2 separate regions of the Anser cygnoides genome follow, and region 2 is linked to region 1. The links are chromatin contacts, called in public Hi-C maps. All regions are on one chromosome and are shown on one strand. The core of a region is the stretch at or near the end of the contact, and the rest is flanking DNA. Distances in the headings are between cores, read along the strand shown. Region 1 holds the start of PPID (peptidylprolyl isomerase D). Region 2 overlaps FNIP2 (folliculin interacting protein 2).

The links. Hi-C and Micro-C count contacts between places; a contact is called where the count stands out from the background.
Region 2: a Hi-C map of liver shows a contact between it and region 1, with 2.4 times the contacts expected there. The contact joins the enhancer-like site here to the promoter of PPID in region 1. A contact is called at or near these places in 2 of 7 Hi-C or Micro-C datasets (both in liver).

The regions. Positions count from the first base shown.
Region 1 is chr4:49,914,146-49,919,623 of Taihu_goose_T2T_genome, forward strand. It overlaps PPID (peptidylprolyl isomerase D), which reads right to left and starts at 2,557. Exons shown (of 10, transcript XM_048076145.2): 1 at 2,400-2,557; 2 at 1,276-1,416; 3 at 750-856. The coding sequence starts at 2,484. It overlaps LOC125184303 (a long non-coding RNA gene), which reads left to right and starts at 4,661. Exons shown (of 3, transcript XR_007168094.2): 1 at 4,661-5,059.
Region 2 is chr4:49,949,701-49,955,178 of Taihu_goose_T2T_genome, forward strand. FNIP2 (folliculin interacting protein 2) reads left to right here. Exons shown (of 18, transcript XM_048076142.2): 4 at 398-498; 5 at 581-652; 6 at 1,334-1,434; 7 at 1,581-1,670; 8 at 2,807-2,878; 9 at 3,499-3,628. Among named protein-coding and RNA genes, the nearest start is that of FNIP2, 28 kb to the left of the region's middle. Within about 2 kb of position 2,266, at least 1 of the 3 cell types and tissues checked has open chromatin away from gene starts, as enhancers often do. A contact at or near this core is called in liver, where this site is marked.

The DNA.
Region 1 (5,478 bases), core at 1,307-3,806:
AAGAAACAAGGAAAGGTACAGGACAGATCCTGACACAAGCAGTGTTCAAGAATTGTACCTGTTAATTGTACCTGTTTGAATGTGTAAGGCACATGCAGCTACAGTCTCCCTGGTATCACTAGACATTGATTTTGGGGACAAAGATGGCTTTGTAATTTCCTACTCTCACAGTGTAGCTCCTTCCTGCCATCCTGCAGCAGGGTGAACAAACTTGCTACACTATAAAATACATGAAATAGCTCATTTAAAAGATACATTTTTTAATGTATAGAATGGATCCATGAACAGTTGCATTGGTGCTATAATTAGTGTGCTCTGATACAGGAGTGGGAATAAATAATGGGGGGTAGGAGTTTCTGAAGTTAGCTCTGCCATCAAAGCCAACATCTCTTAAAACAACATCCTCAAATCCAGACCTGTACATACTCAAATCCCATTTGTCACTCTTTTACAATAGTATCCCTACCTCCTTCAATGGAACAGAAATACTGTTTCAAATTAATTTCTGATGGTGCAATTAAAAAAAAATGTAGACTATGGTTGCCCTTTCTTAATAAGGTGGATGCTTTCTTCTGTACTCAATAAAGACTCTAAGGACAAACTAGTAGGGGGATTTTTTGCTGCATTCATTCCACTGCTTAAAAATACATTAACAGTGGACTAAAGAGCACTAGTGCTGAACTTGAAGAAAACTAAAATTCACTGAAAATTCAAAAAACTGGATGCAATTACTATTTTTAATATATTACCTTATAATGAAAGTTTTCATCTTCAAATTTTTCACCATAAATACTTTCTCCACCAGTGCCATTTTGATTTGAGAAATCTCCACCCTGGACCATGAACTGCTTAATAACTGTAAAAGAAAATAATTACAAAATATAGCAGCAAGGCAGGAAAGGCACTGCAGACCAAACAATTCAGAGATGACGAGCAATCCCAGTCATCAGCACTGCGCCTAAATAAAATGCAAACCACATTTTAGTTATCCTCACCCACACATTCCTTTTCTATTCAGTGAACGTTATTTGAAATTTGATTCTTTACCTGAAAACCACTTCAACCTATTTACAACTCACATTAAATTAGTTTTGCTAATTTACTGATGAATTTATAATGCAAATTTATTGACAATGCACGGCAGACAATATCTAGAGATTAGGAGAATCAAAAAGTCAAAAACTTAGTTTCAGTCATTATTTCTTCAACAAATGCTCCACAATAACATTTACCATTATTTCAAATATTGATAATGAAGGATTTCACAGGACTTACTTCTATGGAAAGGGCATCCTTTATAATGGAGAGGTTTTCCAGTTGTGGGCCCTGTTCCTTTCTCTCCCGTACATAACGCACGGAAGTTTTCGGCAGTTTTAGGTACAATGTCAGCAAATAATTCAAAGACAATGCGTCCAACTGAAATGACAGAAAATGAGAAAATGTTAAGTCCTGGCCTTGGCACAGTGATTTATCGAGCATTACAGGGCAAAGGAAGTCAATGTTTCAGATTTTTTGATCAAAAAGTTTATGTCAAGCATGTAAACCAACCTTACTCCTCATTCCCTTAAGCTCCCATTTTACTAAAATGGAGTAATGCTGAACTTGCAGGCGAATAATGGCTCTGTACAGTTACAGGTGCTACTAAGCAGTCCTTACACCTAAAAACGTACAGGAAGCGAAACCTGGAAAGATCACACACCCTACAAGAGTGGACAGATGGATTTTGTGTCGCTCTGTCACCTTGTCACAAGCTGGCTCCTTACGGTGCTGTCCCCCCTTGGTGCCGCCATCAGAGAGGATGCTCCCCTCTTCTCCTCAGCCTAACAGCCTCACTCTCCCGGACGCTGAGTGTAACTATACTAACTCTAATTAACGCGGGAATGAAATCAGATGGCTGGAAGTCAGTACAAAGCAGACCACCTCATCCTCCTCATTCTTCCGAACAGCCGCACGGCGCTCTGGAGGCAGCACCGCGCCAACGTGGGCTCTGCCAACCCACGCCTCCAGGCACTGCCCCGCCGCCCTTCCCCGTCATTTTTTATCCCAGCTCCGCCCCCGTGCCCACACCTTCCAACACCCCCGGCGACACCGCCACCCGCGGCCGCCGCCAGCCCGGGGCGCCTGGGGCCCGGCGGGGAGCAAATGGCGGCCCCAGGGCCGTGCGGGGCCGCAGCTGCCCGTTGCGCCGTGTGGGGCGGCTCTGCCCGGCCGCGGGGCTCCGCGGGGCCGCGTCCCCCCCCTCCCTCTGACAGCGGCGGAGCTCCGCGCCCGGCGAAAGCAGGGCGAGAAGCGGCGCGCAGGGCCCGCGGGGGCCATGTTGCCGCCGTGCCCCCCCCGCTCCCTCCCCGTCCACATCGCCCCGGCCCACACCGCCCCGCAGGCCGAAGCCCCGGCCCCACCTCGCTCGTCCCCGATGTCCACATCGAAGAAGGCGCGGGGGTTGCGGGGGTTGCCGGGCCGGGCGCTGGGGGACGGGTGCGACATGCCGCCGCTGCCCGCGCCGCCTCCCTCCCTCCCTCCCTGCGCCCGCTCCGCCCACGGGAGGCGGTGCGGCCCCGGCCGGGAGGGCCCGAGGCGATGGGCCAAGGGAGAGGGCTCCGGCCCTGAGGGGACGTGCGGTCCCGGGGAGCTGGGGGAAGGAGGGGTTTGGGGTTTCCTCTTGGGTTTGGCGTTTTATGTGAGCATCGTGCGCTGACTGGCATCGTGAAGGCAACGTAGGTCTTCAGGCAAAAGCAGAAGGGGCAGGAGAGTGCCAGGCTCTGCCTCTTGCAATATTGCAGCCCCTTCTGGAAATGCTCCGAATCGAAACGAGCCTTTCTGTTCCCTGCACTTCTTTAAAATCCAACACAGCAACCTCTGTGTTCAATCTTTGATTCATTGTATCCTCCAAAGGCTTTCTCCCCTAATTCATGTCATCTCTATACATTTGGACTTGAGCTTCATCAAGCTGGTTTTCATTTCTCTCTCTCGGTATGTCCTCAATATCAGGCATGTCAGAGGGCAGCTGTAATTCCCAGATGGAAAGAAAATATAAAGTAGCATTGATATTAATAACCCTGCGGGCCATATACTGCATGGCAATCGCTTCCACAGCCCCTGTACAGATGTCAGACGGAGGAGGTGATCGGCTTGGAGTGCTGTTGCGTATCGCATCTGGGAACCCTTAACAGGAGGAAAAGTCATCTGCTACCATCTGGGAGCACTTAGTGAGGAATTAGTGGAACCACACTGAGGCATTTCTTTCTCTGAGCCAGGTTACACAGCTGTGTCAGGGATTTCACATGCTCCACAGTGTCAAAGGCCACCAGGGCTTTGAGTCATGTGCAAGTCACCAGGCATCTGGCCATGGCCACAGGCTGACATTTTTTTCGTCATTACACTTAGCACAGGTGTGGTGCAGGGAGGCAGGAGAAATGGTCTTCAGTTGGGCAGTACAGTCAAGCCATGCGAGGACGGTCTCAGAGATTTCTTCAGCAGGCATCACATCTCGCATGTGTCCTCCGCAAGAGCTGCTGGCAGCTTCCACTCTGGAAGAAGGAGTGATTCATTCTTCCAGCAGCAGACTTACGCAGTCCCTGCAGCTTTTTTTCTGGCCAAGTTGGAAGAGTTTAGGTTCCAGATTATTAATTAATGTTACAGTAGTTGCTCAGAAGTCCCAATGTGCAAGGTACTTCAGAGGTGCAAAGAAAGAGGCAATCCCTATCCCAAACAGCTTGCAATCTAACCAGGCAGGACAGGGAAAGATTAGGAGAAAATAAATACTATGCTAATTTTAAGATGTGAGCTGAATGAGAGAGAAATTAAGGAACTTTCTCTGTGTTGTTAGGGGAGACTGGAAAATATGTGAACTGAATGAATGCCTCCCAAGCACTGCAGTAGTGTAATTACTGTAAGAACCCATGTATAGTTATTGACAGGTTGAAAAAAAAAAAAAGCTATAGCATGACTTCTGTCAAGAATTTTCAGAGTGATTTTATGTTCAAATGAATATATTAAGTTACACACTAAATTGGTAGGTAAACCTCTTTCAAAGTCAGATTTGCTTTATAAAATCCTCTAAACTCTCTGTTTTCAGGCAGTAAAATAATTGACTGTGATCCTCTAATGCTTTGTGATCTTGTAATTTAAAAACATTTCCTCTTACCAAAGTATCTCCTCTATTTAGACACTTCTGATAGTTTGCTTAGTAAATATTTGTAAAGCATTACATTGTAAATAGGAGCTACAGCGGAACTGCTTGTTAAACTTTTTAATTCAGATATTTATTTGTCTGCACATACAGCTTCGGCTACCCAGTAAATTAGTTGGAGTATTATCATTAGATAAACTCATGTTGGGGGTGCTAAAACCTTGAAGCCATTGCCTTCAAGTACAAGTCTCCCCTTTCACTACTGAATAAGTTGTCCTTGCTAGGAGGGTATGATGCTCCAGCCGAATACAGAGCAGTCAGAGCAGGGCTTCTTTCTGTGCAGCTCCCACATATCCAGCCAGTTATAAGATCTTGGTTTTCACCTCTTCCCTTCCTGGCTAAAGAAACTATCACTGATAAATGCATGTAAATGCATGTGTCATCCTAATATTTGTACTCTGAGGAAAGACACAATAAGCAAGTAAATTTTATCACTCTAGCCTGTCAGATACCATTCCACAGAATAAAATGTAAAATAAAGATTATTTATAATTGTTGCTGATTGTGTAGGTTGGACAAATATATACACATTCACAGTAGGATTTTTGCTTATTATTTATTTTTTTATCTCTTTTCACCTCCATATTGTATTCGAGAATAGAAGCTTTAAAATTTTCATTCCGCCAGAAGATGAATGCTTTGTCTCGGTGCAGAGCTGCTCTGTCGAGGGATATTAAATGCCATTTTGGATTGTGTAAGAGTAATGGTATGTTTGTGGGTTTTTCACAGAATTGAGTTGTAACTTCAAAATACGGCCCAGTGGAGTACTGATGGGATCCAACTGACAAGAGACTGCAGCACACACATCATCGCCTTTTCGGAACAGCCATCAGGAAGCCTCCAGTGAGGCAATTTTTGATAGCAGTTTGGGTAAGGATGTTTTTGCTGCTGGCTGTAAAACATAGCAGGCGCTCAGCCTTTCCCTTGCCATGTGACACACACACACTGTGCATCATGTGCTGTTCCCATGTGACCTGACACACCAAGCCCACCACCTTTGTCAGAGAGACAGCAGGCAGGTTAGAGAGAAATAAATCTGGTTCCTCGTCATCCCCATCTGCACCAAATCTTTTTCTGCATAAAGCTGAATAAAGAGGTCCCGGATTAAGCCCATACTGAGCAGTTATTGACGCTGAGCTGATTCCTCTAAGCTGAATTGAAATGCAATGTTAAACAAAGGAAGAACCATATGTTCTTGTCTCGCTATGTTTGAAGAAGAAAATTGTCTACAGCGCTGACATAATATACCAGAAATTGAAAGAAAAGTTGGGCATGTAGCCATCACTAAC
Region 2 (5,478 bases), core at 1,016-3,515, 35 kb after region 1:
TGATAACCTCAATATTTGTTGTTCATGATCAGTCTTTTGAAACATAAGAAGAAATCGGTCTGATCATTCTTAGAAATGCAGTCTTTACAAATTATTTTCCAATAAAACATACTTCTGAGAAGCTTTCTGTAGGGGCAGAAAAGAACTTACAAATTTGAATTGCGAAGATAGTTTAATGCTTGTAGCAGTCTCTCCTGCAGTGAGCAAAACCGACCACATCTTCCAGCTGTCCTTGCTTTTACTTGCATTTAGTGTGTCAGAACCACACAGGATCATAGTTTGCATGAAAAAGCAGAATGTATTCTCCGCTCAAAATGCAGCACTGTCACTATTCTCAGTTGAAATAGTATGTCAAGTCATTACTGACTTTGCTGTTCCTTTCTTCTTGTCTGTGTAGTACACTAGACCAGCCTCTGATGTCAACATGCTGGGAGAAATGATGTTTGGCTCGGTGGCAATGAGTTACAAAGGCTCCACCTTGAAAATCCACTACATACGGTGAGTGTCCTTTTCTGTGATGCGCTCCCCTGTCAGGCACTTGGAACTGATGACTCACTGAAATGACTGTTTATCCTTTCAGCTCTCCCCCACAACTGATGATAAGTAAAGTCTTCTCAGCCAGGGTAGGAAGCTTCAGTGGAAGCAACAATAAGTAAGAACATCTCTCTTCTTCCCCTCCATACCCTCCCGCCCCCGTTCTCCTCCAATACAGTTGTCTTCCCTTTTTTTTTTCCTTTTGTAGGCCTTCTGTCACTGCTTTGAGATTTGACTTAGCTGAAGTGGAAAGGTCTAGTAGAAAGTTGGAAATGGAGGCTGGATTGTGGTTAAGTGTTAACTTGATAAGTCTCAGCCAGGACATTCATATTTCAAAAAAAAAACAAAACAAAAAAACCACCACACCTCCCTGAGTTTCTGCTTCTTAATTTGTCAAAGACATGCCATAAACTTCAGAGGTTAGGTACTTTGGACATTCAAAACATATACCCTTTCCAGCTGCCAGAAGAGTGCAGCAGTATATGTTGCAAGGAGCACTTCTGTTTTCTTCAGCAATAGCAAAAGTTACTGTTTCGCATCTATTCTCTTCTCAAAAATGGGCAACTTTGAATAAACTGAATCCCATGTGTGATATACAGAAGCTTACAACAACTCAGAGGGAGTTTATATAGAAAAAAGGGACTCTTTCCTTTTAGTTTCAGAAAACCTACTGGTCCTTCAAATGTAATTGTAAAGTTAATCTTCATCTTTCATTTTTTCATAAAATGAGTCTAATCTTCAAGCTAATACTAATGACTATTGATCAAGTTAGAAACACTGCCTTTTTCTCTTTTCTTAGCTTACAAGATAGCTTTGAATATATCAACCAAGATTCCAGCTTGGGAAAGCTGAGCTCTAATCAGAATGGTTTGGGAACCTGTCGCAGTGGAAGTAATTTAGGTAAATATTTGCAGGTTCTGTCTTTCTAAAAGTGTGACACCATCTGTTCCTTTAGTTTGGTTTCTTTTATTTTTTTTTCCTGTGCATCATCTTTTCCTTTAATTTTTTTTGCGTTGCGTTTTCTCTACATTGCTTTTGTTTCCTAGGTGTGTTACAGCTGTGTAGCAGCAAACTGCTGCAGGGTGTGTCTGAAGGAGGTCCCCTCCGCCTCATCCGCAGTGCTTCTTTCTTTGCAGGTTTGTGTGGAATGCCAACCACAGTGTGACCCATCCATATGCACACACAAATCCAGCTCCTTCTGAATTCTTACAAGAGAAACATAATTACTCTCTAGAAATAGAAAGGGCTGAGATAGTGACAACAGACAAATGTGGCTTTATACTTAAAATCTTTCTTCCAAACAACTGGCTGAATTAATTGCTTTTTGTTGATTTTCTGTTTCCAATTCCAGTGCTTAATTTTAAAAACATTTTTATGCAATGCGTTTAATAATAAATGAGCCCTTATATTTCTTAGAGAAGTTATGCTTCTTGCCTTGCTGATTTCTTGCTAGTGTGGAGGTGTACTGCTGATAATACAGCTTTTTTCTTTTCTTATATCATACTAATTTTCTAAAAGTAAAAAAAACACCTTTCAAAACTACTTCTTGAGCTAAGTCTGAAGGGCATTAAATTTTTCAACAATATCAATTTCTTTAATTTTTAAAAACTTAACACTGCTTTACATAGTCTCCTTTTACAGGCATACTGATGACCCATGCAGGTGGGTAGATATTAGGCTTAATTAGTTCTGTTAATTAAAAAAAATGAACTTGAATACCAATGCAGTTTCTTCACAGCCTTTGCAAATTTTGCATGCTCTACAATTTCAGTGACTGCACTACTAACACTTCAGTATAGTACATCATAAGCTGAATGTTTCTTACCATGAAGCTTTGTAGATAATAAATCTCTGCTTGGGGAGTAAATCAGAAGCTTGAAGGACATGTTTGACTATTCTGTTGTAACATTTAACCTTTGTAAATTAATAATCTTGCAAACAAAAAAAGTTGAGTGACAGATGGTAGTACCACCAGTTCTTGTAATCAAAAATCGGATGCACTTTGTAATGTAGACTGTATTCACATTCTTAAGCTTCTTAGAGACACTTTAGATTGGGCCAAGTAACTAACTTCCTCTAGTAACATGACATTCAGTATAGACCTAGTGTTTGCTACCACCTCTGCTCACGCAACACTGCGTATTTGGAGTAATGGTACAGGATGTAACTTTGGTGTTTTGTGACCTTTAGTCTCAAGCATGTTTTTTAAATGCTGACAAATAGTATAATGAGTTAAGTAATATTTTCTATTGATCTGATCTGTTTGTTTTAGCACACAGTACACCTGTTGATATGCCCAGCAGAGGACAAAATGAGGACAGAGACAGTGGCATTGCTCGGTCAGGTATCTGCTGTTTCTCTTGTTTGCCTACTTTTGTAATTGTTACAGTTCTTTGGCTCAGTGGATCACGTGGAATTTAGGCACCTTTATGACAAAAATCCAAACTTCTTCGACATCTGCTGAGCAGTCTTCTTTCTGCTATTGCCCTAAGACTTTATGCAAGAATATTTCTTGTGATACTCCTTGTTTACAGTCATTGTTTTGTTTTTTACCAATCTATAAGATGGAGGAAGAACTGGTTGGTCCTTTAACTATAGCAAGGGAAGAGAAGAGGTGTTTGCACTGAGTAGAAAAAGGTCAAGAGACCAAGAGGTATATCTAGTGTAATGAGAGAGCAAACACATCTTATGGCAGAATGCTTTTAATGAGAATAAGATGACTTTTAATATGTTCTAGGAGGAAAGATCCCTGTCTTTATAAGAAAATAATACTCTATGGCAAGAAGAATTTCTTAAAATGATTGTGCCTCCTGTTGCAAGCAAGTTACATGAAAACTGCTCTAATTCTCTTATAAAGAGCAGCAAGCAAGAACAATGTTTATGTGAATTTGTTCCCAGTCAGAGTATAAAGAAAAGCATTTAACTGGCACTCATTATGTGTGTATTTTTTTCCTTTTTCGATAGCATCTCTCAGCAGTCTTCTGGTCACTCCTTTTCCATCTCCAAGCTCTTCATCATCATCTTCTAGCAGCTATCAACGTCGCTGGCTCCGAAGTCAGACAACTAGTTTAGAGAACGGAATTATTCCAAGGTGGTGAGTGCAACACCTTTCTGCTTACAACAGCTGTTTGGCAATAATTTAAGCTAAGCAGAGTTTAAGCCTCTTTTATTTAAAAGGACGAATTCTGTCGTAAATACTGTCAGCTCATTCTGATTTCTGTGCATGTTAGGTAATACTGCCAGTATGAGGGAAGATCAAGTTTTGGTTGAGTGTGAGCTACAAGACCTGATCTGACATACTTACTGAATGTAGAGTCTGTGTCTAAAGACCCCGTCCTGAAAAGCAAATTAAACTTTTCTCTATTTCTGAAGGAGCAGAGCAGCCTGTTGAGATGAAAGAGACTGTAACAGCACCACTGCCATAATAACATTATACCATGATGAAGTCTTGACTAGTGAGCAATTACTGAAAGTGTGGGGTAATAGCCCATGACAATTCTCTTGGCTAGCACTGGGTGTTCCTGATGCGACTTCTGCCAAAACAGGAAGAAAAAAAGGGCTGTGATCAAAAAGCATGGCTTCTGTTTTGGAATTTTATTAGCTTTTGTGGCTCAGTAGCATAACAAAGCATGGAATGCAGCAGACCTTTTGTAGCTAACAAGCAAATTTTTCTGTTGTCAGTTGCAAAATAGTGAATGGGTCTTGATTATCTGCTCATATGTACTCATCTACCTGCACCCAGAAACAGTATGGAATTAGTGGAGGACTACAAGAAATTTGTACTGTGTGGCCTGTGTTACTCTTCACTGTCTTCAGTTAGGAGAACCTTAGAAACTGCCAGTTGAAATATGTGGTCTACTACAAAAAAAAATAAAAACCCACTCTATTTTTGATAAGCCTAATTTCAAATGTTATAATTGTCTCAACTTCTTTCCCTAGTGTCAACAATTGAACATTTTCCCTGGGTATTTTTGCAGAATCATTTTTAACATGAATCATGCAGTTGCACTTACGTAGTGGTCATGATTTCTAAATCATTCCGACAGTTGAAAAGGAGTTAGTAAACATTTTGCTTTCAGTAAATGGAAGTACTTTCTAGTCTAGTTTCCTAAAGAAATAAGACAACGTGTGAAAATGTTAAAACAGCGAGGAGGAAATAATTTCAGGCAAATTAAAGTAGCATCTGCATTTTGACAGCTGGAAGGTTCTTCAAAGTGTTATGAACGTAACAAATTGTTTAAAGGAAAGTAGCTGTACCGGGCTTCTAATTCACTGGAGGGAATAGCTTGTCTTTTTTCCTCATGGGAGAATCCGTGCTGCAGAAAGATCTTGGAAACAGGGCATTATTAGTTCTGCTGTTTAGAACTGCTTTTGTTTTGGGGTTCTTTCTGAGCCAAATGGCCTCTTCAGATACTTGTTTTCTGATCGCTTGCTGGAGAAACAGTAGGTTTCCGGCTGAATACTTCGATGACAGCAGAGTTTGCACTTCTGTTTGTACAGCCAAGACTCCACCATTTTCATGACTAATGTCTTAGGCCAGTAGCTCAGAGAAAATGAGATATATAGCTGGAACTTCATGTAGTCAATTGGCAGCCAAGCTAGATTAGCAGCTTTGTTGAAAAGGCTTTTCTTGCAGACCACAGTTCTTCAAATTCTGTTCCTGAGAAGCAGTACAAAAACTTGTCATGATTCTTAGATGCTGACTGACCCATCCTTTCCAAACTTCCTTGGGAATTTCTGTCTCTGCATGCAAGTTCCTGAAGTTCAAATGAGGTTGTGTTTTTGTCTTGAACTCTGGTTTCCCACAAACTGTTTTTGCTGGGGTTTTGTTGTTTGTTTTTTCCTGTATTCCTGGACTTGTACCTCTATGATGAGAAACTTTCGTGTGTATAGTTTTGTTAAACCAATTAAACTGTAAAGCGTTTATTTTTAGAATGAACTTAG